Linked DNA regions of Pan troglodytes: region 1 is linked to region 2. A link is a contact called in public HiChIP or PLAC-seq data. All regions are on one chromosome and are shown on one strand. The core of a region is the stretch at or near the end of the contact, and the rest is flanking DNA. Distances in the headings are between cores, read along the strand shown.

The links. HiChIP or PLAC-seq counts read pairs in DNA pulled down with a chosen protein or histone mark.
Region 1: a contact with region 2 is called in an H3K4me3 HiChIP or PLAC-seq map of stem cell-derived excitatory neurons, with 3 times the contacts expected there. The contact joins the promoter of CHMP3 here to the promoter of RMND5A in region 2. A contact is called at or near these places in 1 of 7 Hi-C or Micro-C datasets (stem cell-derived neural progenitor cells) and 1 of 1 datasets of contacts at active chromatin or transcription factors (stem cell-derived excitatory neurons).

The regions. Positions count from the first base shown.
Region 1 is chr12:36,185,116-36,192,420 of NHGRI_mPanTro3-v2.0_pri, reverse strand. It overlaps CHMP3 (charged multivesicular body protein 3), which reads right to left and starts at 5,748. Exons shown (of 6, transcript XM_001138427.7): 1 at 5,534-5,748. The coding sequence starts at 5,578.
Region 2 is chr12:36,034,040-36,041,667 of NHGRI_mPanTro3-v2.0_pri, reverse strand. RMND5A (required for meiotic nuclear division 5 homolog A) reads left to right here and starts at 5,027. Exons shown (of 9, transcript XM_016948908.4): 1 at 5,027-5,625. The coding sequence starts at 5,484.

The sequences.
Region 1 (7,305 bases), core at 4,499-6,998, 150 kb before region 2:
CGAGACCCTCCCTGACCAGCTTCCGTTCCCCATTCTGAATAATCACTCCCTCCACTATGGCATCAAAGACTTTGTACATACTTAAATTATTGCTCCTATCTCCCTACAGTGTTTATTTACATGTCAGTCTCCTCCAGTAAACTATATTCTTTGAAGTCATCTAGTGTCTTATTTTTGTAAACCTTATTCCAATCCAATGCACACCAAAATCACTCGATATTTGTTGTATGAACTCCATCTCCCTTTCTCATTTTCTTCCCTTTTCTGATAGAATCCCACAACCATGAGTCATGACCCAGTCTAAGAACATAAGTCATACGATTTAAGAATTCTGATGCCATGGAAGGGGGCACTCTACCCCAAGACTAAATTAGTGAAGTCCCTAAGTAAGACAGAACAATTTTCCCAGCAGAACCTCAAGTCTAAGAGAAGAATCTCTTTCCAGCAGAATTCCATGTCCTCCTGATTCCCACCAAAGATTGTTACGGGTTTCTAAATGGATTTTAAGGCATCCTCATCCTCAGCAGGCCCAGTCTGGTCTTTACTTGCATCGTTTAAAACAGAATAGGTTCACCACTAAAATGTCTCCACCACAGTTTGTGCAGGGGCAAAGATTTTAGTCTGTAGAGGCTCCTAACATAGTTAATGTTTCCCTAGAGAGTTCCTTGAAACATTGCTCACCTTGGGACTACCTGACCTTAAACCCTACTAAACCTTATTCTGATACTCACTCATCATTTAACAAATATTTACTTAGCACCCACTGCATGCTGCATATTATATCAGAGCTCTGGAGATACCACCCATAATGTATCTTACTTGCCCGAATTGACCTGTCACCATGGCCTAAATGGTACCATGTGTGACAACCATGATGGTGTGATATGACTACACCTGGCCTCTGCTTATCCTGTGCCAGGACCCAGACCCACCTGCCTGCATCTTTCAGCCCCCAACAGAAGGAGCTGTCTTGTAAGTTTATCCCAACTCAAAAACTGCCCAGCTGAGACTACAGCATTTAGTCAATTCCCTCTCTCTCTAATGCCCCTTCCATTTCTGCCAACATTTTCTTATCTTTGAAAATTTCCTTCACTTGGCCTCTTAAGTATTTTCTTTCTCCCTTAAAAGAAAAAAAAAGCCAAACTAACATTACTTGGCTTCTTATTCATACACAGCTCTCAATACTTTATCAGTGCATCAGCAGTTCTACAGAGAAAAAAGTATTTCCCATCTGTGATGGTTAATTTTAGGTATCTCCTCAGCTGGGTTGAGGGATACCCAGATAGCTGGTAAAGCACTATTTCTGAATACGTCTATGAGGGTGTTTCTGGAAGAGACTGGCATTTCAATCAGTGAACTAAAGAAGATCAGCCCACACCCAATGTAAGTGGGCACCATCCAATCAGTTGAGGGTCTGGACATAACAAAAAGGCAGAAGAAAGGCAAATTCTTGCTCTCTTCTGCATCTGGGATACCCGTCTCCTGCTCTTAGACATCAGAACTGTAGGTTCTCTACTCTCTGGACTCTGGGACTTCCATCAGTGCTACCCCAACTCACTAGGTTCTCTGGCCTTCAACCCTGGACTGAGCTACACCACTGGCTTCTCTGGGTCTCCAGCTTACAGACAGCATATGATAGTACTTCTCAGCCTTCATAATCCCCAGTCAATTTCCATATTAAATTCCCTCTCAACTACCTATCTATCTATCCATCCTATTGGTTCTACTTCTCTGGAAAACCCTGACTAATACACCATCCCTGCTTTATTGGCACCTTCTTGAATTACAGACTAATGCTAAGTAACCACAGCTGGTGACAAAACACTTTCTTTGTTCACAAGTCACAGGTGTGAGAGAAAGCCTGGCACTTGGTAGAAGCTGACCCTAAAGTGGATGGACATTCTTCTCACAAACTAAAACATATCATCAAAACTGAAGGGGTATCTTGAAGAACTGAGGAGGAACTTGAAGAAAACCTTGGGCTGGGTATCTCCAGCACCAGATAAAGTGGATCATCTAACACTAAAAATCCTACTAAATAGTCAAGAACACATGACAGTGAAAGGTCAAACTGTTTCTGATCATCTCAGCCTGGAGATAATCACTCCAACCACTGAACTCCTATACCTGTGTATGTGGTACTGTATTAGTCGGTTCTTACATTGCTATAAAGAAATACCTGAGGCTGGGTAATTCATAAAAAGAAAAGAGGGCCGGGCGCGGTGGCTTACACCTGTAATCCCAGACTTTCGGAGGCCAAGGTGGGCAGATCACGAGGTCAGGAGATCAAGACCATCCTGGCTAACACGGTGAAACTCTGTCTCTACTAAACACACAAAAAATTAGCCAGATGTGGTGGCACGCGCCTGTAGTCCCAGCTACTCAGGAGACTGAGGCAGGAGAATCCCTTGAACCCAGGAGGCGGAGGTTGCAGTGAGCTGAGATCGCGCCACTGCACTGCCTGGGTGACAGAGTGAGACTCCATCTCAAAAAAAAAAAAAAAAAATTATTGCGGCACTATTCACAATAGCAAAGACTTGGAACCAACCCAAATGTCCATCAATGATAGACTGGATTAAGAAAATGTGGCACCATGGAATACTATGAAGCCATAAAAAAGGATGAGTTCACGTCCTTTGCAGGGACATGGATGAAGCTGGAAAACATCATTCTCAGCAAACTATCACAAGATCAGAAAACCAAACACCGCATGTTCTCACTCATAAGTGGGAATTGAACAATGAGAACACATGGACACAGGGAGGGGATCATTACACACCGGGGCCTGTCAGGGGTTGGGGGTTGGGGAGGGATAACATTAGCAGAAATACCTAATGCAGGTGACCAGTTGATGGGTGCAGCAAACCACCACAGCACGTGTACGTATGTAACAAAACTGCACGTTCTGCACATGTAACCCAGAACTTAAAGTATAATTTAAAAAAAAAAAAAAAGAAAGAGGTTTAACTGGCTCACGGTTCTGCAGACTGTACAGGAAGCACAGCAGCTTCTGCTTTTAGGGAGGCCTCAGGAAGCTTCCAATCATGGGGGAAGGCAAAGAAATAGGCATCTTACATGGCAGGAGCAAGAGAGAATGAGGGAGAAGGTGCTACACACTTTTAAACAACCAGATCTCATGAGAACTCACTATCTCAAGGACAGTACCAAGGGTGATAGTGCTAAACCACTCATGGGAAATCTGCTCCCATGATCCAATCACCTCATACCAGGTCCCACCTCCAACACTGGGGATGACAATTTGACATGAGATTTGGCGGGGACACAGATCCAAACCATATCAGGTGCCCTATCCAAACCAGCTCTTAAAATGTGTATCTTACTTGCTAGAAGTTAAGTTCTTTGGCTTCTTATTTCACCTTTATAATCCCTCTTTGGGAGGTAGTATAAATGGCATGATAATTCTAAGTATAGGCCTTAGAATACCTAACCTCTGGTGCTGTAATTCACAAACTGTATGACCTTGGGCAAATTACCTAAATACTGTATGCCTCAGTTGCCACCTGTAAAGTGGAGACAATAACAGTTCCTACCTCATAACATTGCAGAGTGCTTAACACAATGCCTGGTTCAATATGTTAGCTAAAGGTGGTGGTAGTTAGGGCTAATCTTAATTCACTCTACAATCTTGCTACTCAAGTGTAGACCAGCAGCATCAACATCACCTGGGAGCTTATTAGAAATCTCAGACCCTATCCAAGACCCACTGAATCAGATTTTGAATTCTGACAAGATCCCTAATGATTAGTGTGCACACTAATGCTTGAGAAGCACTGCTCTACAATACCCAGACTTGTCCATAATGGGGGGAAAAAAACTAAAATTTTTTATTCAATAAATGATCTTACCTGTTCGGCTCTGGCAAGCATAGTTTTAAAAACCAATCTCATGCTTCAACCCTGCCATCTTCCAGTGTCAATCAGCTTTCTCAGGTAGATTACCCTACTGAAGAGTGTACCAACATCGTGTTCTTAGCAATTTATCATTTAAAAACAATCTAAGTGTACAATATACTAGAGTAGTATAGTAGTACATATACTAGAGACTAGTTTAAACAATAAAGCAACCATTTCCCCAGCATCTTTTTTGCTTCTCCATAATCTTATCTCAATTTACGAATGGCAATGCCAAGGCCAAACACTGAAGGCAACAAATAATCTCTCCCTACCACACTTCTACAATAACAAGAATCTTAGAATATACAGATGTCACAAAATGTGCATCTATATAATGTTCTATAGTTTCCAAAGTGATGTTATACGTTATTTCATTTAAGCGCCACAATTTTTATTTTACCAAGGAGCAAAACTGAGTAAGTTTCCTGACGAAAATAATGAGTGTCTACTGTTCTAGGGCCTTTAACAACAACAACAACAAATTTACATTAACGCACATTATGTGCCAGGAATTGCAAGATGCATAAGATTAGTTTTTAAAATGTGCCTGCTAGAGCTGAACAGGTAAGATCATTTATTAAAGGATTTCAGGATTTTTTTTTCCATTTTGGACAAGCCTAGGTGTTGCAGAGCAGTGCTTCTCAAAGCACTGATGTGCACACTAATCATTAGGGAGCTTGTCAGAATTCAAAATCTGACTCAGTGGGTCTGGAGTGGGGCCCGAGATTTAACAAGCTCCCAGGTGATGTTGATGCTGCTGGTTGGCATTTGAGTAGCAAGGCTGTGCCGTATTTAAAGAATTAGCCCTAACTACCAATATGAAAACTTTACATCCCTGAATCTTCAATTACTCTGAGGTGACACTACTATTATTCTGGCTTCACAGACGAGAAGGCACTGAGAAGTGAACTTTCCAGAGATCACAGAGCTGAGATGTGGGAAGGCAGGATTCAAACTTAGGTTGACTGACTGCAGGGCATTTTCAACTGTTTGCCTCCCAATATTATCTCAATTAATAGGTAACGAGAGTTTGAAGCCGGGTCCAGAGCTATCTTCTGTAACATTCTTCTGGGTCGAGTCCCTGCCCCGCTACCATATGTGCCTAGGGTCAACACAAGGGCTGGGGAAAGAGGAAACTGAGCCTCTTTTTCAACACAACAGGGAGAACGGAGAACAGACGGCTCCTCCGGCAGACGCGATCCGGCCCGCTCCAAACAACGCTCCGGGCAGGAGAAGGTTCTCCGGGTGGTCCGCAGCCGGGCTGGAGGGGTGGGGCCTACGCTGGGAAAAGGTTCCGGGCGGGTCGTACCAACGCGCGCAGGGGGAAGGGGTTTCCGAGGCCAGGACGGTGTCGCTGCCTACGCGCTCAGTGGCGAGGTGGAGAAACTCTTCATCCACCCTCGGCTACCTGTTCGAGAGCCATGGCAACAGGAGCTCTCGCGTCCCACAGCCGACTCCTAAAGACTCTTCCTCCGGCCCCCCTGTCGAGTGGGAGTCCCCGGAAATGGGGGCCGGGCGGTATCGGGCAGGCGGTGGGGAGAAGAGTGTCCTGTCATTTACCAACTTCAGTACGCCCCACACAGATCCACCCGCTTATCTGCCGCCGCCGTAGCCCTTACCAGTTCTTTGGGCGGCTTCTCCTGGGTCTTTCCAAACAGCCCCATGACGAACTGAACCCGTCTTGCCCCTTCCGGCTTTCAGTTCCCCGCGCCCAGGCACGTCACGGGCAGCCGCCTGGGCGGGGCCCGCGGAAAGGGAGGTAGTCCCAACCCCCAGAGTAGGGAGCGGCGGCAGTAGGGGATGGTGCGCATGCGCCATACGCCTGCGCAGAATTGAGTGAGTAGGAGACTAGTCAAAAAGGCTGACGTCATCGCACATGTTCTGGTCATGTCTGTGTGGGGGAGACCACGGATTCGGTGCTTTTCGTAAGGTGTAGAAATGATTGCTCTGAAAGATACGAATTTGTTGGCTACAACTGCTTCTAATACTTCACCTAAACCTAGATGTTGCACCAGAAGTCTGGATCTCCACGCAGACGTGTACACTTAGCATCACTTTCCCGACAGCTTCATCTTTGTGTCCAGTAGGCAACTCACAGGTGACAAACCAAAAATAACCTCTTTTTCCTCCCGCCAACCCACTCCTCCCCTCTGCTTGCACCACCATCACCTGGTCACTAAACCCTAGGCATTGTCCTCTCTCCCCTCTTACCAAGTCCCAACCATTCTAACTTCAATATGTCTGAACTTCAACCCTCCCCTTTCCATCCCAACTGCGGTCGTTTTTTGTTTTGTTTTGTTTTTTTGTTTGTTTTTTTTTTTTGAGACGGAGTCTCGCTCTGTCGCCCAGGCTGGAGTGCAGTGGCGCGATCTCGGTTCACTGCAAGCTCCGCCTCCCGGGTTCACGCCATTCTCCTGCCTCAGCCTCCCGAGTAGCTGGGACTACAGGCGCCAGCCACACTGCGGTCGTTTTTTTTCAGGCCATCGCCCTTTCCAGCGTGGGCGATTCCTGCCTAGCAATTGTCCATGTGTGTCCTGTCCTACACGCCACACTGACCGTGAGCTTAATCACACTCTCAAAGGAATCTGACTAAAGAGAACTAGACACATTTTAGCACGGACAGTTCCTGATTAGGCCTATACGGTGAGCTGATGGTTACTGTCATTAACTCATCCGAGGATGGTGAAGGGGACCATTTGTTACCTCAGCCCCATACTCCTGTCTCTGGTGGAATCATAAAATGGTTCGGCAGCTTTGAAAACATTTTGACAATTTCTTAAAATGCTAAACAAAGCCAGCCTTCCATTCCTAGCTATTTACCCAAGAGGGAAAAAAGCATATGTTCTTACAAAGACTTGTACACAAATGCTCATAGCAGCTCTATTTGTAATAGCCATAAACTGGAAACAATCCAAATGTCTATCAACAAGTGAATGGATAAACCAGTCGTGATTGATCCATACGAAGGAATAGTACTGAGCAATAAAAAAGTAAACTATTGATAAATGCAACAGCATGGATGAATCTCAGAATAATTCTGCCAAGTGAAAGAAGCCAGAACCGTATGATTCCATTTATATAACATTCTGGAAAATGCAAACTAATACATAGTGACAGAGAGTACATGGGCGGTTGCTAGCGGATAGGAGTGGGGTCAGAAAGAGGCAGAAAAGAGGGATTACAAAGAGACACGAAGTTTAGGGGGATGATGGATAATATCTTGATTGTGATGATGGTTTCACAGATGTATACAATATCAAAACTTACCAGGTTGGACACTAAGTATGTGCGATTTATTTTATGTCCAATCATACTTCAATAAAGTTGTTTTTAAAAAAGCACTGCCTGTTCATTGTGAAAAGTTAAACCCTCATTCTCACTTCCTCAGGGG
Region 2 (7,628 bases), core at 3,778-6,277:
TGCCGCTGAGCAGAGGCTATCTTCTACAAACAGTGGAGCTGAAAGACGGGGATGGTGGACACAGAAGTGCAATACTGTCAATACTGCATATCCAATCCCTAAGAGTCAGTCATAATGGCGAGCAAGTATCATTAATCCAGCCAGCAAACGGGCCCCAAACCACACAGGTGACATAAAAGATGTAGAAAATATTCAGATTAAGACTTCTTGCTAATAGTTGTGCTTTCACCCATTTCTTCAACTGGTCATAGCAGCAATTCCCAGAAATGTCTCAGATAGATATATATATTTTACTTGAAAATGATAAAAATGTGCCAGGCGCAGTGGGTAACTCATGCCTGTAATCTCAACTACTTGGGAGGCTGAAGCAGGAAAATCGCTTGAGCCCAGGAGTTTGAGACTACAGTGAGCCATAATTGCACCACTGCAGTCTGGCCTGGGTGACACAGCGAGACACTAACTCTTAAAACACAAAACAAAACAAAACAAGATAAAAATTGATTAGTTTAAATGAGAAGAAATGCTATTTTTTGCAATTCAGAATTTCTTTTAATAACACATTTTGTCAGTTTACTTTTACTTTTATATTAGTTGTGAGCTAGAGTAGTCAGGAAATTAGTTAGTTCTTTGCCAACCTCGCTGATTCATTTTTATTAACAGAATTATAAATGTAGTCCTTCTTACCCTTATCTGAAAGTGTGTTTTGCATAAAAGCAGAAGGTTTTTAAAAATATAATTTCTCAAATTTAAGAGATGAAATTTTCCCTTTTTCTATCTTGTCTCTCTCTGGTTTCAGTCTTCTAAGAATAATTCAAAGTGAAAATATGTATGAGATATGTTGAATAAGCTATAAGCTAGTGTAACAGCTATTAAGCATTTTAAAAAGATGTCAAAAGCAGTTCTAAAAACTGTTTTTGTTGTTGGAGAAATGTTAAGAGGACAACAAAAGCTGTTTACAAAATAGTAAATACAATGAGAGCGTTCTTTCATAAAAATGTGCATATGAGTTTATGTGTATGCACAAAAAAGAAAAAAATCTGTGGAAATTCACCCCGAATGTTAAAAATGATTTTCTTTTTCTGGGTCTTGGGCTTTCATGGGACTTTTATTTCTGTTTACTTGTTTGTATTTTCTAATTTTCCTACAATAAATATGTATTTTGGCTGAAAGACAAAAGGTTTTCTTTTTCCTGTCTTTTTTTGATGTTTACTTACATTTTACAGAGTCAAATCTGGAGTGAAGGGGAAGACAAGAGCAAAGTCCAGAATGAGTATCAATTAAAGCTTCTCCAGGCTGAACAGCATGTGGGGGAAGGAGTCCACTTGATACTAAAGTGGGATTTTGTGTGTGTGTGTGTGTGTGTGTGTGTGTGTGTGTGTGTGTTCTTCCTTATTGTGTGGTGAAAATGCAATTATAGAAAACTAATTTGCGCGGGGCGCGGTGGCTCACGCCTGTAATCCCAGCACTTTGGGTGGCCGAGGCGCGTGGATCACGAGGTCAGGAGATCGAGATCATCCTGGCTAACACAGTGAAACCCCGTCTCTAGTAAAAATACAAAAGAAAATTAGCTGGGTGTGGTGGGGGGCGCCTGTAGTCCCAGCTACTCGGGAGGCTGAGGCAGGAGAATGGCATGAACCCAGGAGGCGGAGCTTGCAGTGAGCCGAGATCGCGCCACTGCACTCCAGCCTGGGCGACAGATCGAGACTCTGGCTCAAAAAAAAAAAAAAAAAAAAACACAAAAAACACAAAAAACTAATTTGCAGTTGCTCTGAAAACTAAATTTCTTTCCGTGTTGTTTCTAGAGGTGCTTCTTTGACAATTCACAGTTTAGGCTTAAGGCAATTAGGCACTGTGTAGAAAGGGCCAATACAAAGTGAAGAGGCAACATAAATCTCTGCCCTTACAAGTACTATTTTTCTCTCCCAGCTAACTCTGAAGCCTCTTCTCCTCTAATCTGCGTATTCTTTTTCCTTTAACAAACACTTTTTTTCATGCTGATTAAATCATGGGAGATAAAAAGAAGTCAGCCCAGATCTGAAAACTGATAGTCTAGTTGAGTCAAAAAGGCACATGTTGGAAAAGTTAACTAAAAATATGGGGGCAGTATGCACTAAGGCATGAAATGACTTACACAGAGGTCTTACAGCAGTTAAAGGTAGGCCTGGTAACTTTACTGTGGTCATGGTCTAGATCAGCACTGTCCAACAAAACTTTCTACAGTGATGGAAATATTTATTTTGCGCTGATTAATACAGTAGCCACCAGCTACATGTGGTTATTATTTGATATGTAGTTAGTACAATTGGGGAACTAAATTTTAAATTATCTAGCTTATATTTCAATTTAAATAGCTACACGTGGGTCGGGTGCGGTGGCTCACGCCTATAATCCCAGCACTTTGGGAGGCTGAGGCGGGTGGATCACGAGGCCAGGAGTTTGAGACCAGCCAGGCCAATATGGTGAAACCCTGTCTCTACCAAAAATACAAAAATTAGCTGGGCGTGGTGGTGTGTGCCTGTAGTCCCAGCTGCTCAGGAGGCTGAGGTAGGAGAATCACTTGAACCCGGGAGGTGGAGGTTGCAGTCAGCCGAGATCCCACCACTGCACTCCAGCCTTGGTGACAGAGTAAGACTCCATCTCAAAACAAAAAAACAAAAAAACAAAACAAAAAAAACCTGCTTGTGGCTGGTGATTATGGTATTGAAGAGTGCAGGCCTAGGTTCTAGAAGGTGTCACTAGTTAAAGTAAGACTTGTCTTGTTACTTGAAGAAAGGGAGGATTCGAAAAACAGAATAAAGAAAAGTGTCCCAGAAGAAGGCAATGTATGAATGGGCTGTACTCAAGTCACACTGAGGGTGGGAAAGTGCTTCATGCCTGGATAGGGGTTTGTGCTGTGTTGCTATACAGGGCAGACCACGTCCTTGAGAGAGGATCTGAAGCTGTAGGTAATGAGAAGTCATTGATTATTTGTGATCAGTGGATTATCATGGCTCTTACCTTGTGCCAGGCATTTTGTTGAGTGCCTTAAATGGAATGTTTCATACTATAACAACCCTTTGAAGGAGAAGAAAAAAAAAGACTGAGAAAAGGGTGACTGAGCTTATCAAGGAGATCCTTGAAGAAAAGGGAGGAATAAACATAGATTTGTCTAGGCAGTTTGGCAGTGAAAGAAATGAGTGCTTGAGGAGGGTTAAATTAAGTTTCCTCCCCCAGGTAGGTCAAACCCATTTGGGCTGAAAGTAGAAAGGAAGAACCTACTGCAGAGATAGAGGGGGAAGATCTGGACAGGGGTGAGAGGCAGCCTGCAGGCCCCAACGGCTGTCTTGGAAAGGGAGAAGGGACTCCTGGTCCTTTGGGTACATAAGAATGTTCACAAAATGGGTGGTACACAGCAATACTTGGAGAAGAGTGATAGAAGTTGCTGGAGCTAGATTTTTTTTTTTTTTTAATCTCAGTGAAGAATCAGAGACATCTGCCAAGAGGGAAGAAAAATGGGGTGGGGAGAAGGGAGATCTGAAATAATACCAGTTGGGGCTGCCCTAATAATGACTACTACCACCTTTATCATGTGGTTATCATGAGCCTATTATGGGTATTTACATATATTCTCCTTTATCTAACAATTTAGTTAAGTATTAATTCCAATTATTTCTCAGTTATACGGAAGTTAAGGCTCAAAAACGTTATCACGTTAATTTAAGAAAAAGAATTGCCTACCACCTCACGCCAGGGGCTGTTCTAGGCAAAAAATTTAGACAAGCAGGGGGCCTGCCTTCATGGTTTTATGTAAGTGGTGCAGACAGAAAAATAAAACATCAGATCATTTCAGAGTTTAAGTGGTGTGGAAATAATAAAATGTGTTATGGTATTAACGGTGGGGAGGAAGTACATTAGTGTGGTCAGCCAGGGGAGGACCCTGTAAGGGGACAAGTGAGCTGAGAAGAACTTCAGGATGAAAAAGGTAGGAGAAGAGTTTTCTGGGCCAAGGAAAGGGCAAGTGCAGAGGCCCTGAGGCACGAACTAGCTGGGCTCCTGAAGAAATGCAAAGGTAGTGCAGCCGATGCTGATCAAGGAGGTCTAGGCCAAGGCTGGAGACTCCATAGCAAGCGATGGGAAGGATTTACCCGAGGGGGTAAAGCCGATCCGATCCGATAGCATAAGGCTTCCTAGGGAGCAAGGGCCAGGCTGCCCGGCTCTCCAGCGCGTGTTCTTTCCACCCTGCTAAGCTGCCCGGCACATGGCTCTGGGGCGAGGCCACCGTCAGGAGAGGTTCCAGGCCAAGGGGCCAAAGGGCCAGGGCCCGCGGGGGATGGGGACATGACCTCCTGGGTGTCGCAAGCCCGGGGCAGCGCTGACAGCCGGCGCGGGGCTTTCGCGAGCAGCAAGCGGCTCCCCTCACCCGGGCCCAATCACCCCCGCCTTTAATTCCCATTAGGGACCCCCCGCCGACGCAGCACCAGCCCCCGGGCGGCCTGGCTTGGTTTTTCATCCCGGGAGATGGATCCGTCGCCCAAAAGTTCGGAATGACGGTACCCCTTTCCCTTAAGATCGATGAGGAGACGAAATAAATTGGGGTCAGGGCGACGTCCTATGGAAAACAGCCCTTTGTATTTTTGTCTAGTTTTCCCCCAAGGCTTTCCATAAACTACTCGTTTCTCGGTACGCTCTCCAAGTCACCCCCTCCAACAGCGAGCCCGTTGGTTTGGCCCCTCAGCCCGGATTGGCTGAAGGCTTACGCCTCGGCCAGGGATTGGCTTCTTACGACTCCCCGCGCCCATTGGTTGGGGTTCCCCGCTTCTGGGCGGAGTGGTGAGGGCCGGTTTCCGCCTCCTTGTTTATGGAGCGCGTAGTTGTAGCGCTCTCCGAGCGCTGGGGCTGTCTCCAAAGTTCCCTATTTAGCTACTCAGGCCAATTGGGGCCTCGCTCCACCCTCGCCCTCTCCCTCGCACGCCTTCCGTGTGGTACGGCCCACACCATTAGAGTGGCGGCGCGTGTGGGCGCCCGTCGCGTTCCTCCGCCCGTTCTCGCCGGGTCGCACCCCCCACCCCGAGGGTGTACTTGGTACGGCCCGCGCCGCCTCCTTTCCTCGCCCGGGTGGCCATCCCCCTCCCCCCAGTCGGCGGCGCTTGGTGCCGCCCGGGAGAACCAGGTCATCGGTCGCTTCCCGTGAAAACAAAAACAATCGGCCGCGCCGTCGCAGGCACCCGAACGTCGCGAGCGGGGCCTGGGGACGCGGGGCCGAGTGCAGCGAGCGAACGGGAGCAGCGGCGACGCGCCAGGGGGCTAGGGCGCCATGGGGCAGGCGGGCTCCGGCTGCGCGGGGCTCCCCCGGCGCCGCGGCTAGTGCGCCCGCCGCCTCGGCCGCCTCAGCCTCCCGCGCCGCCCGCTTGGGGAACGAGGAGCAGGACGCGGCCTCGGCGGGGCCCGGGCCGAACGGCTGCGGACACCTGGGCGCCGAGGAGCCGAGCGCCGCCGCCTCCGGCATGGATCAGTGCGTGACGGTGGAGCGCGAGCTGGAGAAGGTGCTGCACAAGTTCTCGGGCTACGGGCAGCTGTGCGAGCGCGGCCTGGAGGAGCTCATCGACTACACCGGCGGCCTCAAGCACGAGATCCTGCAGAGCCACGGTAGGGCGGCCCGCGTGGGCGCGCGGGGCAGGGCCCACTGCCCGAGCCCCGGTCCCGGCCCTGCGGCGGGAATCCCTCACCCACCCTCGCGCCTCTGGCCCGGCCCTTGCCTCCCCTGAGGCGCGGAGGCCCCCAGACCCCTGAGACTTTTTCTCCTCTTCGTCCGATTTTACCTCGAACCTGCCGCGACCTCGCTGCCAATTCAGAAGGAGCGCGAACCACCCGGAAACCCAGCCGGGAGCCGCGGGCTCCAGTCCGGATAAACGTGGGTGAGGGGGCCGCCCACCGCACCTGCAAACTGCCGACCCCCGAGTGGGCGCCCCTCGTCCCCCGCCCCCAGCCGGCCCCGGGAGTCTCACGTGGTGCCCGCGGCGCTGTTCTGCGGGCGGTGAGTGAATCGCCTGGGACCCCAGGCTCTGAGTGATGAGGGCAGTGCAGGAAGCTCCCTTTCCCCTCTGTGCCGCCCCGAATCCTTGGCCAGGGGACTTCGTTTCTTCGTTTTATTTTGGAAAGTCGAGCGTTATTCTTAGCTGTGGGTTAACAACAGCCGCTCCTGCAACTTCATGATTTGGCTGCTGTGTGGACGCAGCTCTTAACTCCGTAGCGGCTCTGACATGGTTCCTTGGAAACCAGCTCAATTCAACCCTTCTGTTCTCCTAGTGTACCTTCTGATGACACCGAGGAGGAACGGGCGACATTTGCCCAAGTAAATTGTGCACATGTTGCTAGTTACTTGCTTTGCCTGGTTAAGTTCTTTCAAAAAAAATAAATTTTCCTATAGAAGGTGTTTCACCTAGATTTTTTTTTTTTATTGCCCGAAGCCCTGAGGACAGGTACTTTTAAAGGTTTGGTTTTCTTACACTTTAAAAGTCACAGCGATGATTCCTTTTGATCAAGAAGTAAAGGACTTATTTAATGGGTCTTTAATAAGAGGCTGAGGAGGTTTTTCAGCTTGTGGGCTGAACAGAAATTTATGTGAAGGACGGTTTGGTAGCTGGGGGAAGATGCAGATTATTTGTGGCAGGTGAGATGAGGGCAGTGGCGTTAGCTGAGTGTCTCTCTCCTTCTCCTTCATTTTTTCACACTTTCCCAGACTGCATTTCAGTTGAGGATGGGTGCTGGTCCATGGGAAAGGAGTCTTACAGCAGCTTCTCATTCTGGACACTGCAGTCATTTTTGAACTCTAGGAAGGAAGCAAACCTGGAGTCATAGTGGATGAGATATTAATATGGAAAAACCGTATTCTCATAGGAGTTGCAATACTAGTATGGAAAAACGAGCAGACCTTGGTGGCTGCCTGTGAAGGGAAATTTGACTGACGTGGCGATGATGATATAGTTGGTAGATACAGGGAAGTGAAGGTGGAATGGGACAGGAATCCTGGGAAGACTTTGAATTTGGTTTTGGACATGTGAAGTAAAGTTGAAGGGCTTAATGAAGATAGAATCGAGGGCTCTCATATTTACTGGTGGCTGGAGATGCATAGGTCTAAGATTGTTTTCTGATGTCATTTCTAGGAGGACAGTGGAGGGGATCACTTAGATTGCACAGAAGAAAGACTAGAGTCTAACCACAGTCTTGAATTTTCCTTGGCGAGTGGAGAGCCAAGGCTAGATAGAGCCAGCAGAAATCGAAAAGGGCGAGGACTTAGAAAAGGAGAGATTGGTCAGCTTTTATTTGGCTATTGGGAGTCAGTAACCCTCTGTGCTTGCAGTTTCATAGAATTGCTAAGACAAGCCAGATTACTGGGGGTTAAGAAGAAAAATTCGATGTGAACCGAGGTGTGGGCAATCCAGTACAGCGGTGGGAGATATTCCCTCTGTGCTCCCGGCCCTGCCAAGGAACCAGTGGAGGAAGAGAATGAAGGGCCTAGACTTGGAGAGGTGGAAGGAACATTTCGTTTTTAGGGACCAGGTCATAGGCAGAGTTTGAGAGGAAAATGATGGAACAGAAAGTACCTTTCTTCCATGAGAGAGGATGTAAGTTGAAGGGGGATGTGATTG